4 separate regions of the Mus musculus genome follow, and regions 2, 3 and 4 are each linked to region 1. A link is a contact called in public HiChIP or PLAC-seq data. All regions are on one chromosome and are shown on one strand. The core of a region is the stretch at or near the end of the contact, and the rest is flanking DNA. Distances in the headings are between cores, read along the strand shown. Region 1 holds the start of Zfp672 (zinc finger protein 672). Region 2 holds the start of Trim11 (tripartite motif-containing 11). Region 3 holds the start of Obscn (obscurin, cytoskeletal calmodulin and titin-interacting RhoGEF). Region 4 holds the start of H2aw (H2A.W histone).

Region 1 (3,058 bases), core at 532-3,031:
CTGTGGAAAGCCACACATATGCTGAAGACTCTGCAGAGTGATTAGAACTTGCTTGGCTATGGAGACTTGGACTGCTGCAAATGGAGAGCCTAATTCATCCTGTGTCATCTCTAGTCCTTGTAATAGCCATTTACCACCCACCTCCGCATCTGACCTAAGATCCTTAAGACTATAGTCATTTAGGAGACTATTATCTTCTACTCACTCAGCAGCTAAGTTGCTCACTAGATAGCATCTAACACCTATAGCATGGGCTGGTAAGATGTCTCTGTGATTTTAAGAGAGCTTGCTGTTCTTGCAAAGGACCAAACTTTGGCTGATTCTCAGCATCAATGTAGGGTGGCTCACAAGTGCCTGTGACTGAAGCTCCAGGGGACCTGTTGCTTTCTTCTGACCTCCATGGTTGAGTGCACTCAGACACATGCCCAAACACATATACATAGATAAATCTTAAACCCAAACCAGGCCTCCCACCTCTTTTGTTGGCAGAGTTTTCTCATCTGCTACCTGTACTGTAGGTCATACTTTCTTTGGGGATGAGGTATCATGTAGCTTCAAGTTGTCCTCAATCTTGCTACCTGAATTATGGAGGCTAATAACATGATACAGGAATTTGTTCCTTAAGATTTTGTTTATAAAAACAAAGCACAACACCCTAAAGGCTCTCCCAAAGATCACCTTCCTGTGTACCCAGTCTCATCTCACAGCACCCCGGCACAGTAGTGCAAGCATCCGAGGCAGAGGCGGGAAGTCTGGTAGGGGTGATACATTTATTTTGGATATCTTTATTTTTAATCACCTTAACAGTCATTTACCTCTCATCTCTTTAACAGACTTTTGTACCATCAGGTAAAGCTTTTGGAAGACATTAACTTAAACCACTAACCTCCACTAACCTGAAAGCTAAGACTATAATTACATAGCATCTAAAACTTATAGCAATTTCCCCCCAATTCTGCTGTAGCCTGCATACATCTCACATTACCTTTGGGGAGCTTCGTTTTATGTTGACAAACCTGCTTAGAGGATCCAGAAAGGCAAGCATCCAATTCCTAGTTCTTCCATGACTAATTGTGTGACCTTGAGGACTTAAGTTGCCTGTACCTGCAGCCTGGGATAACTCAATACAGGAAACCATAACAGTTTCTATGAAGAGAGAAAGGTCAAAGCAGTCATAAACCTGAGAACTGAAGTTGTGCGGTACTTGCGATTTACTCTGCAGGACCGCTCTTACTTAGGCAGAGCCTGACTGAGGCAGGGGCATAACTTACTGGCCGACTTCTAGCACACTACAGCCTGCCAGGTCTTTCTGGCTTTTTCGCTCCGCCCCAGGAATCCTTTCCCACCGCGATGGCACGCACACCCCGGCCTGCCTTAACCACAGGCGGGCGCCGGCGCCCCAGTGACGCGAGCCTGCGGGGCGCTGAGGCAAGACACACGCTTCCTCGGGTCTCCTGAAGCTGTCACTACCGGCCACAGGCTGTCATCGCCCCTTGGCCCGCTCCGTCAGGCGGGCAACTTCCCCGGTGTGAGGCTGGACAGCACCGCCGGCCTGGAGCAACCTGCGCAGGCGCGTTGGCCCGCCGCCCTCCGGTCCAGGTCCCTCGACCCGGTATTGAGAGGAGACGGCAGCGGCCGAGGGCCGCGGCCCCGCCCGCCCTGCCTTGAGGCCCTCAGCCCTCTCACCAGTCTTCGGAGGGCCGCTCCGAGCCGCGTTCACCTCAAAGCGTTGCGGACAGCGCTGGCCTCAGGGCGCGGAGGAAGGGGCGGGCGCAGTGCAGGGCGGGGCCAGGAGACAGCACGCTGATTGGCCCACTCTGTCCGCAGGGTTACTGGGGCATCTAGCCCGCGCAAGCGCACTATTGACCTGCCCTGGCAGAGGGCGGAGTTGACATGGTGTGCCCACAGTGTCACAGGGCAGGTTTAGCTAACCTGTCTCTCCGTTCGGGTGTCCACGCGTGGGCCCTTCTGCTACTGAGAGCAAAGGGCTGTGAGCCCAGTGCCACCTTGAGCTGAGTCAGGGCCGTATAGACCACTCGAGGGAGACCAGTAGCACCCATCCGTCGCCATGTTAATGTATTTCTAAACTGCGAGGCCAGACCAGATGCTCACTGTCTTGATTAATCTTCCCCATAGATTAATGACCTGTCCAGCATTGCCAGGGACGGCGGTAGTCCTGTTCTGCTGACCAGATGCCTTCCGGTGTGAATGGAGACGGCTCCCAACCTTTCAGAGCAAGGGCTTCTAACCAGCGCTTGCAGCATAGAACGCCCAACTCAAAACCGTAAACCTGCTGGGGATGTAGCTCAATTGACAGATTGCTGGACGAGCCGAGACCCAGAGTTTATTTACAAGTACCACACGAAACAGATCGGTGGGACGCAGACTCGCTGGACGCAGTGGGAGCAGGAATTCAGCCAGCATAGACCCTGAGTCCGTGTTGGTTAGTTTTGTCTATTTGAAAGGATATCAAAACACCTGAGAATACAGTCTCAACGAGAATTATATGGGTTGAGTTGACCCATGGTTAACATTTTCATGATTGGGTTAAGTGAGGTGGAAGGCCCACTCCGAATGTGGGAGGTACCATGTCATGGATTAGGTTCTGCACTGTTCTGAGTGTTGGGAGGCGACAGAGAGCAAGCGTCAAGCACCCATTAGCTCTTTGTTCATGACTATGGGATGTGGAGCAAGCACCTGTACTGCTGCTGAGACTCCTCTATAGTAATGGACTATCACCTAGAGTTGGAAGCTAAAATAGTCTTGCTTCATTTAGTTGCTCTGTCAGGGTGTTTTACTAAAGCAACAGACATGAAACTACCTGTCAAGACCATTATTGAAATAAAAGAGTAACATTAAAAAAAAGTTTGTGTATGACTTAATTTTGTAAGATATATAAATATATTTAATCATTTGACTTTATAATACATACTGGGAACTGATAGTATCTTCAAGTTACCTTTTAAAAATTTACATCACAATATCAGCCCCCTCCTCCCAGTACCCTTTGCACGAAGATCCTCCTCCCATCCCCCTTCCCTTCTGAGTGACTTATTTT
Region 2 (2,870 bases), core at 369-2,868, 650 kb after region 1:
TCTAATTATAATTTTTTTTCTAATTTTTCTCCTAAGACCCATCTCCATTTTTTATATTTTCTTCTTCTTGTAGCTCTACTATCTTAGTATTTTCATTTTTATTTATAAATCTTTCCAATTTCTCTTCTATGACCTGTCTTCATTTTTCAGATATCTTTCTCGTCGTATCTCTACTACTTTAGAGTTTTCCTAATTTTTATTTATATTTTTTTCTAATTTTTCTTCTAAGGCCTGTAACCTACATCTTCCAGTCTTCTCCTTATCTAAGTTTGCTTTCTTTTGATCTCTCTTTAAAAAGATATAGAAAATTTGTTATCGTTACTGAAAAAAATTATTTATATGCTGATAACTATAGCAAAAATTATACAGACTCTAGATGCCCTGTGCCACTGAGTTCTTTCCATTTTTATCATAGAAGATATTTTCCCTTTAATCTCTATCTCCTTAAAAACTTCGATTTACCAACTTAAACTATATTTGTCTACGATGTTTTATATTTAGTCTCTTTCCTCTTTTATTGTTTTCAAACTTAATACCTTACCGGTTCAGAAGTTTGGGGCTTTTTAGTCCCATAGCCGCTGCGGGAAAATGTTCCTTTTGTTCTTTAGTGCGTCTGCAGGCTCCACAGACCAGCAAGTGTCTACGGTGGCTAACTTCAACCCCTCAGCTCAGTTCAGGAGGCTGCCCCCATTGTTTCCATCTTTCTGCAGGCCCTTCCGACCTGCTGCTCGAGAATGGCTTTAGGTCTTTACCTGCAGCCACCGGCTGAAAGCCAGGCCTATGTGCCCCAGCTCTGGATCGCAAACTGCGCTTGGTTCGTGCAGCTCTGAGAAGCTGCTCGCCTGCGGGCCACGCCAGAGGCTCGTGGCCGGCCGCTGCCTGACTCAGCAGCCGCGGGAGTGCTAGACCCGGGCCGCTGCAGACGCAGGCTGGAGTGCGTTCCGGCTCGCTACCCAGTTGCTTATAGACGGCCGCTCAAGCGCTCAGCCCGCCGCTACGGGAAATCTTACGGGAGAGAAGCCGTGCCTGGCTTTCTAGTTTAGCACTCGCTGTCCACAACTTTTCTAAGTTGCTGGCCCCAGCAACGTCAGATACACTCGCGGCAGAAGTTGTGGCCGCAGACGGTCACCACCATAAGCTTTGACTGTTTCCTGATTCGTGCATAATCATCCCGTTATTCTAAGTTCTGCCACACGTGGCTGGTTACCTGGTTCTCAGTTTTTGCTGCTATCTCCATCAGCGTTCTGGGGCCAAACTTGCGTCGGTGTCGATCCCGGCATCCACCCCGGCCCCTCTCTTTTCCAGGCATCACACCTTCTAATTTCCTGCCTAAGCTCACTGGCCATTGTATTGACCGGAGAAAGGTTTACACAGTGCACAAGAGATTAGCTACAGAACCCATGGCCAAAGTTTGCAGCATCCGGATCTTGGGGTGCGGGGACACCACCTGCGGAGACTTGTCACCGCAAGAGAGGCGAAAATGCGATCTCTTGCACTATAATTCGATTCCGACCCCGAGCCCCGATACACAGCGGCCAACCCAAGAACAAACGGGTTCTAAAAAATAATAAAAACTAGCTTCCTGCTTCCGCTGTGGTTTCTCTTCCGGCGGAAGTCTGAGAGCTTAGTGCCGGATGTACCCACTACCCAGGAGGCTGAGAGTGCCGCTACCTGCTCCTGGCCCGTTCCCACTGCGCTCTCGCGGCGGAGTTGCCCGATCCCGGTGCACCACGAAAAGCTCGATCCAGGCGCAGACGCCAGCACCATGGCTGCCCCAGACTTGTCCACCAACCTCCAGGAGGAGGCCACCTGCGCCATCTGCCTGGATTACTTCACCGACCCGGTGATGACCGACTGCGGCCACAACTTCTGCCGCGAGTGCATCCGACGTTGCTGGGGCCAGCCCGAGGGCCCATACGCGTGCCCCGAGTGTCGCGAGCTGTCGGCGCAGAGGAACCTACGGCCCAACCGCCCGCTCGCCAAAATGGCAGAAATGGCACGACGCCTGCACCCGCCTTCTCCGGTCCCGCAGGGCGTCTGTGCGGCGCACCGCGAGCCGCTGACCACCTTCTGCGGCGACGACCTCAGCCTGCTGTGCCCCATCTGCGAGCGTTCGGAGCACTGGACTCACCGGGTGAGACCGCTGCAGGAGGCGGCGGACGACCTCAAGGTGCGTTCCATTGGGTGCAGCCGGCCAGTGCCCGGTGCGAAGGGATGTCCCGTTACTGCCCTGCCCTGAGTTGAGGAAGTGTGAGTTACAGTTAACTTGATCCTGTGACGGGGTCGGGATTGTAGCCTGTCTTATTCCAGGATGAGATGCACGTGCATTCTGGGGAAAACCGGGTGTTGGTAGTCAGTCCAGACTCAGCTTGGAGAGCTTGTGAAGGGGCCCGCTGTCAGATCAACAGTTTGGCCTGTGTCAGAGTTGATACTCTGCCAGTGTGTCCCCATCACTGCATGAACTTGGGTGACCAGAATAAACCAGGCACCAAGTCTCCTTTACTTTGGACTTTAGCACAAAGGTGAACTTATAAACTTATAAACTTAAAAAGCTTATAAACAGAGATCGTCCCAGTAATTTTTCATTTCGTTTCGTCCATACCCGGTTTACCGATGATTGGTTGGCAGGTTTACCCCCCTGCCACCAAACCCCTTAATGGTGCTGAAAGAGACCCACATCTCTCCACGAATGACATGATAAGCCCTGAAGGGACAACACTAAAGCTGCTCTATTGCCAAAAAAGAAAACCTTTGTCCTCTGTCCTGTTAAGTTCACTGTCTGAACAACAGACAAGACAGATCAGCTTAAGTAACACTAAGTTTCTCTTGCATAGGGGTTCACACAAGAAAAGAGAAAGAAAAGCTCAGAG
Region 3 (3,016 bases), core at 301-2,800, 810 kb after region 1:
GAGCAGTGAGAGAGAGGGACCAATGGCAGGGCTCCGATAGGAGCAGGGCCAGGGACAAGGCAAGCGAGCAGAGAGGGTGGCGAGGAAAGAGAGCAGGGAACCTGAAGCTAGTAGATAGAAGGAGGCAAGGGATCATCGGAGTTGGGGGGGGGGGCGGGGGGGGGAGTATGTCCTCAACGGACCAAGGGACCAAAAATGAAGAAGGGACATGGTCGAATAGGTGAGCTGATGGGACAAAGTGGAGAGTAAGAGGAGAAAGTGGAACACGGAAGAAACAATAGCAGGCGCTACGTGAGGTAGGGGTGTGCAGGGAGGGATGTAGAGGTAGTGACTGGGACTTTACGATGGTTCAGGCCAGAGGCCATCATCGCCAGTGTGTTTTGAGGAAGGAGAGAGCCGCTCAGACCTCCAACTCAGGATGTAGCCACGCGACCTTAGCAGATCTTTGCACCAGGTCATCTCCTGGAAACGCAGCTGGTGCTCAAGTGAACGCACGAGGTGCGGGGAGGAGGGGGTTGTCCAGAAAGAGCTTCAGCCCTGCGCATGTGTGGGGCTACAAGCTTGCTCACCTCTCACGACCACCAGCACCGAGCTGTAGGTCTGGCCCACGAGGTTGGACGCTGTGCAGGTGTAGAGGCCGCGGTCGGACTGCTTGCAGAAAAGAATCTTAAGGACGAAGTTCTCTTGCTCGTCCTCATACACTACGTGTCGCCGGCCCTCGGTCACCAGCTGCCCGTCCTTCTTCCACACTGTCTCGGGCTTGGGCTCGCCGGTCACAAAACAGCTGAGGCGCGCGTGTTTGCCTTCGGTCACCGTGCAGGTGCGCGTGCCAGCGCCGGGTGGAGAAGGGGGTATGCCCTCTGCGCGCATGGCCTCCCGCCGCTGCTGCAGGTGCGCCAGGAGCGTGGCGGTGGAGGTGCCGGGTGGTCCGGCAACCTCGGCGTCCGAGTCCACCACCAGAGCGGCGGCAGCGCTGGCAGAGCCCAGCGGATTTTCTGCTCGGACTTCGTAGGTGCCACCATCGCGAGGCCTTGCCGAACGGATGCGAAGCGCGCTCGACTCCCCGTGTTCTTCCACACGCACATGGGGGGCATCGGGTGGGCCCAGGCGCCGCCCATCTTTGGACCAGCTCACAGCAGGTTGTGGTGAGCCTCCAACGCGACATCGGAAGGTGGCGTCTGCGCCCTCGCGCACGCGAATGGATGTGGGCCGCAGCAGAAAGTGGGGCGCCTGCTCGGCACACGTGCCCTCCGAGTCCACTCGCAGGCCGACGGCGGCGAAGGCCTCCCCTATGGCGTTCCTCGCGCGACACACATACTGCCCGCTGTCACCTAGCGCCAGATCGAGAATTGTGAGGCGGTACACATCCCCGTCCTGGGCCAGGCGGAAGCGCGCTCCTGCCTCTACTGGCTGCCGGTCCTTCTCCCAGCTCACGTGTGGCGTGGGGTTGCCCACGATCTGGCAGCTCAGCGTGGCATCCTTGCCAACAGATACCACAAAGGCCTTTGGCCGCGTCAGGAAGCGGGGTGCTCCGCTGAAGGAGTGGTCCATTATGTCAGTGGGGTTGGGGGACTACAAAAGACAAGAAATGAAGGGCATGATGGTGTTGAGACTAGCCAGTCGCCTGTACCACATTCTACCCTCTTCCTCCTCGTTCAGTGTCACCAGGAGAGGCCAATTTAACCAAGTAGGCACCTCCTCACCAGGTCTCCATTACTCCTCCACTCCCAACCCACTCAAGTGCCTCCGAAGTCCAGCAGTTCAGATTGGCCCCTTTCTGTGACTTGAAAGTCTAGGATCTTCAGTTACCTTGATGTGCCTCCATTCTATGACCAACTCCAGTCTCACGACCCAAAGTGATGTCCCTTAAATTCCAAACTAGGAAGTCCTCTTGACTCCTGAGGGAACATATTCTTCAACCAGCAGGGAAAGAGAGGAGCCATCAACCTCACCTGAAGTGGGGCTCATGCTAACAAAAGGGGCCTCACTCACTGGGCTGCATATAACCCACTAGCACCTGTCTTCCCTCACACTGCCAATCCTCTGGGAAAACCTGGCCCCAGGTAAGAGCAGGGTGTAGGAGCAGTGTAGCCAATGGCTGCAAAGAGTGGCAGGAGGGTCCCTATAGTCTGGGACCAGTACAGCCAGATTCTCTCTCCAGGAGCTAGGAACCAGCTAGCTCCAAGGCCTAGCTCTCCTGGGTCCTGATGGCCTTGTCACTATTCAGTCCTTAGCATGGTCCTGCCAACGTGGGACACCCCACCCCCCACCTGCAAGAACGACATAGCATGCCTCAGTCCTCCTAGGAATCATCACTACCCAAATAAGGCTGGCCTCTGCCCAATCAAGACAGCCCCAGCCAAGCTGCCACTGATCCAGCGAGTGGCTGAAATTACCCGCCGGCCCCAGGTCTCATATAGGAACAATGGGCACTGAGGCTGGCTCAACAGGCTAACTTCCTCCACCTCTGGCAGACATGGGTACCCCAGTGCAGAGACCTCAGCCTCTGCATCTGCTCTGCTTTGACACAGCCTCCGGTCTCTCAGCCTGGGCTGCCTGACACGGGACCAGCCAGTTGATGGGTTTGTGTTCCCTGACCCTCCGGCTCTCAGTCCTGTGATTCAGGTAGCTAATCCTCTAATCCTCTTCCAGGAGACTGATCCTGAACCAGGGCTGGGCAGCACTGGCCGGTTTGCTGACTCACTGTCCAGTCAGCACCTCTGTCCCCCACCTACAAACAGGCCCTGTCTCTTAGGGTTAGGATAGGGCTGTCGGGCCGCACCAACTGGGGCCCAAGTCCAGCCCCTGGAGCTGCCTTTCAGCATCTGTTCCATAGAAGATCGGCCTTGACATCAGCTTTCAGGGGCCTTGAGTGAGAGCTCCCTGCTCAATCTGTAGGTCCCCAGAGCAAAGCAGGACTCCTTATGCCTCTACCCACCATTTTATGCCTAGGCTGGAGTGGCCCAGCCAGAGACTCACGAACAAGAGTGTGCAAATAGCCTGTGGCACACACATA
Region 4 (2,894 bases), core at 300-2,799, 630 kb after region 1:
TCTTTTCATAAATAAAAGCCAAACCAAGGAAAGTGGTGATCTTTCCACAGGTAAAATTCCCTGCCCAAACGTTCTCCATAAAAATGACATTCTCCCCAGTGTAGGGGAATGCCAGGGCCAGGAAGCAGGCAGGAGTGGGTGGGTTGGTGAGCAGGGGAAGGAGGAGGAAATAGGGTGTTTTCGGAGGGGAAACCAGAAAGGGAGATAGGATTTGAAATGTAAATAAAGAAAATATCTAATAAAAAAATTTTTAATGACGTTCTCCAAATAAATGCTGAGTGTGGATTATTCTTTTACTAATGCTTCACAGAAAATTATGCAGCTTTAGGGGAACAACTCTTGCTCAAAACAACGGAACTCTTTCCCACCTCCCATCCCCTAACCACTGAAACTGCTTGCTGGCAGCTCAGGCTAATTACATCCTAGCTCCTGCACACAGGCTTTGCGGTGTGCCGCCCCTCCCCCCGCCCCGTTTCCAGCATACTGCTAGTGCAGGGTTTATTGACATGATATAATGTCAGAATAGTTTTCAGGGGCTAAAGACGCCTCTCTATTCCAGAAAAGGATGGAAAGGGTGCTAAAGGGAACACAGATTCAGAGGCCACCAAGGGGGCCCACATCCAGAATACCACCTCACTGTGACCTCGCCCACCGAAACTTCAGGCTTGGGGAGAGGACTCACGCCCCTTGCCTGCTCCTGCAGCTGTCGTTCACACTCTACGCTTAGGAAGGGCAAAGCAGCCATACCCCCACATTTCTCGCTCAAAAATCGGACTTGGCCGCACCCAGTGTCAGGGAACGCCTCGGGCGCGTGGCAATCGTCAGTGGCCCGCACTGTGTTCAAGACCCTTTTAACGACTGTATGGGTGGCTCTGAAAAGAGCCTTTGAATTGAGGGCACCCTCGCCGCGCCTCACTTGGAGCTGGTGTATTTGGTGACTGCCTTGGTGCCCTCGGACACAGCATGCTTGGCCAGCTCCCCGGGCAGCAGCAGGCGCACGGCTGTCTGCACCTCGCGGGACGTGATGGTCGAGCGCTTGTTGTAATGCGCCAGGCGGGAGGCCTCGCTGGCGATGCGCTCGAAGATGTCATTGACGAACGAGTTCATGATGCCCATGGCCTTAGACGAGATGCCGGTGTCCGGATGCACCTGCTTCAGCACCTTGTACACGTAGATGGAGTAGCTCTCCTTGCGGCCCCGTTTGCGTTTCTTGCCATCCTTTTTCTGCGCCTTGGTGACCGCCTTTTTGGAGCCTTTCTTGGGGGCTGGAGCTGATTTGGATGGATCAGGCATAATGTCTAGTTGTACTACGGAAACGCGGACGCCCCTGTAGCAAGAATATTTGTATGCCTTGCATTCAAATGAAGGATCAGGCATCACTCCCTTTGATTGAATACAATTTTACATTACGTCATCGCGGGGTAAGGCATATGCAAATTAGGAAGGCTCCGCGTTCTTTTCTGATTGGTTCTTGTTGGCATCCAATAGGAAGGTGCAGTCTAGCCTCCCTCCTGATCATATATAAGAGCTTGCTGGCGCTTACGAATTCGTTTTCGCTAGGTTTCTTTTCTGTTTTTGCGTACTTTTGGTTATCAGTGGAAGATGTCTGGTCGTGGCAAGCAGGGCGGCAAAGCTCGTGCAAAAGCGAAGTCTCGTTCTTCCCGTGCCGGCCTGCAGTTTCCAGTGGGCCGTGTGCACCGCCTTCTCCGTAAGGGTAATTATTCGGAGCGGGTCGGCGCTGGTGCCCCGGTGTACCTGGCGGCTGTGCTAGAATATCTGACTGCTGAGATCCTGGAATTGGCTGGTAATGCGGCCCGCGACAATAAGAAGACGCGAATCATCCCGCGCCACCTGCAGTTGGCCATCCGCAACGACGAGGAGCTCAACAAGCTGCTGGGCCGCGTGACCATCGCGCAGGGCGGCGTCCTGCCCAACATCCAGGCCGTGCTACTGCCCAAGAAGACCGAGAGCCACCACAAGGCCAAGGGCAAGTGAGGCCCCTACCGGTCGTTAGTGCGACTTTTACAGACACCAAAGGCTCTTTTCAGAGCCACCCACAACCTCATTAGAAAGCGCTGTACACTGAGCCTGTCGCCAGTTACTGGCCAGGCCAGTTCTCCTGACTCCTTCCGTGCATTCCTGCATCCCTGTGCGGCGCTTGGGGAGCTCAAGGGAGACCAACGGCTTCATCTGCGGGTGGCCTGCGGGCCGTTGGAGGCGTTCGAGTTTCTCCCCACCACTCCGTGTCAGACACAAGGTTGCAGTTAACGTTCGTGTTTGGACATTAAGGGGATACTTAATAATAGAAATTAGTATAAGGTTCTGGTTTAGATGCTAGTGTTTCTATTGAAACTGGGTTAAATTGACATGTTCAAGTCTTCCAGTTAGGACGGGGTTTTCAAAGGTTTCTGAGGGGAGACTTGGTATTTCAAATCTACTTGTTTATATAAATGTTCTGTTACAAGGCGATTTACAACTTTGGAGTTTTGCTGGTTTCCTTTGTGGGGGTGGGGAGCCGGTCTCTAGGCTGCTTCAGCCTGCTTAGTGGTAGGATTACAGATGAGCATGGTGGTCCTGCAGGCCTTTGGAACTGGTTAATCGGATCCACTTAAGTAGCTTAACCTTGGGGAGCAAAGTGATTTGTCAGGTTCTGGTTAAACTAGGTGTGAGAGTACAGCAGTGTCCTTTGTCATAAAGTTTAAAGCAGCATCATACTAAGGACATGCTTTTATAGATGATTGTGACTTCTTTAAGCAGCATGACGAATGGTTGAGTTACAGGTAAATCAGGAGCGTGGTTGGGAAAGGGAGAGGAGGGGGTTAAATGAGTTACCTTTAAATCGTTTTAAATGGCACAGAATTGGGCCTCTTCCCTGTTAACTGCTGTACACTATT

What was found. HiChIP or PLAC-seq counts read pairs in DNA pulled down with a chosen protein or histone mark.
Region 2: a contact with region 1 is called in an H3K4me3 HiChIP or PLAC-seq map of bone marrow-derived macrophages, with 2.6 times the contacts expected there. The contact joins the promoter of Trim11 here to the promoter of Zfp672 in region 1. A contact is called at or near these places in 6 of 39 promoter capture datasets (the C10 cell line, cranial neural crest, liver and 2 more), 1 of 484 Hi-C or Micro-C datasets (embryonic fibroblasts), 13 of 115 datasets of contacts at active chromatin or transcription factors (astrocytes, bone marrow-derived macrophages, embryonic forebrain and 6 more) and 2 of 9 other capture datasets (adipose tissue and embryonic stem cells).
Region 3: an H3K4me3 HiChIP or PLAC-seq map of forebrain shows a contact between it and region 1, with 9 times the contacts expected there. The contact joins the promoter of Obscn here to the promoter of Zfp672 in region 1. A contact is called at or near these places in 1 of 39 promoter capture datasets (liver), 1 of 484 Hi-C or Micro-C datasets (embryonic stem cells) and 3 of 115 datasets of contacts at active chromatin or transcription factors (embryonic hindbrain, embryonic stem cells and forebrain).
Region 4: a contact with region 1 is called in an H3K27ac HiChIP or PLAC-seq map of epiblast stem cells, with 4 times the contacts expected there. The contact joins the promoter of H2aw here to the promoter of Zfp672 in region 1. A contact is called at or near these places in 12 of 39 promoter capture datasets (the HPC-7 cell line, cranial neural crest, embryonic stem cells and 8 more), 3 of 484 Hi-C or Micro-C datasets (cortical neurons, embryonic fibroblasts and embryonic stem cells), 20 of 115 datasets of contacts at active chromatin or transcription factors (T-cell acute lymphoblastic leukemia, astrocytes, bone marrow-derived macrophages and 14 more) and 4 of 9 other capture datasets (adipose tissue, embryonic stem cells, liver and 1 more).

The regions. Positions count from the first base shown.
Region 1 is chr11:58,321,584-58,324,641 of GRCm38.p6, forward strand. It overlaps Zfp672 (zinc finger protein 672), which reads right to left and starts at 1,782. Exons shown (of 4, transcript NM_001256516.1): 1 at 1,687-1,782; 2 at 986-1,146.
Region 2 is chr11:58,976,475-58,979,344 of GRCm38.p6, forward strand. Trim11 (tripartite motif-containing 11) reads left to right here and starts at 1,619. Exons shown (of 6, transcript NM_053168.2): 1 at 1,619-2,170. The coding sequence starts at 1,766.
Region 3 is chr11:59,134,825-59,137,840 of GRCm38.p6, forward strand. Obscn (obscurin, cytoskeletal calmodulin and titin-interacting RhoGEF) reads right to left here and starts at 1,551. Exons shown (of 104, transcript NM_001171512.2): 1 at 570-1,551. The coding sequence starts at 1,551.
Region 4 is chr11:58,953,136-58,956,029 of GRCm38.p6, forward strand. It overlaps H2aw (H2A.W histone), which reads left to right and starts at 1,550. Exons shown (of 1, transcript NM_178218.4): 1 at 1,550-2,057. The coding sequence starts at 1,603. The coding sequence ends at 1,995. It also overlaps the pseudogene H2bu1-ps and a transcript of Trim17 not described here.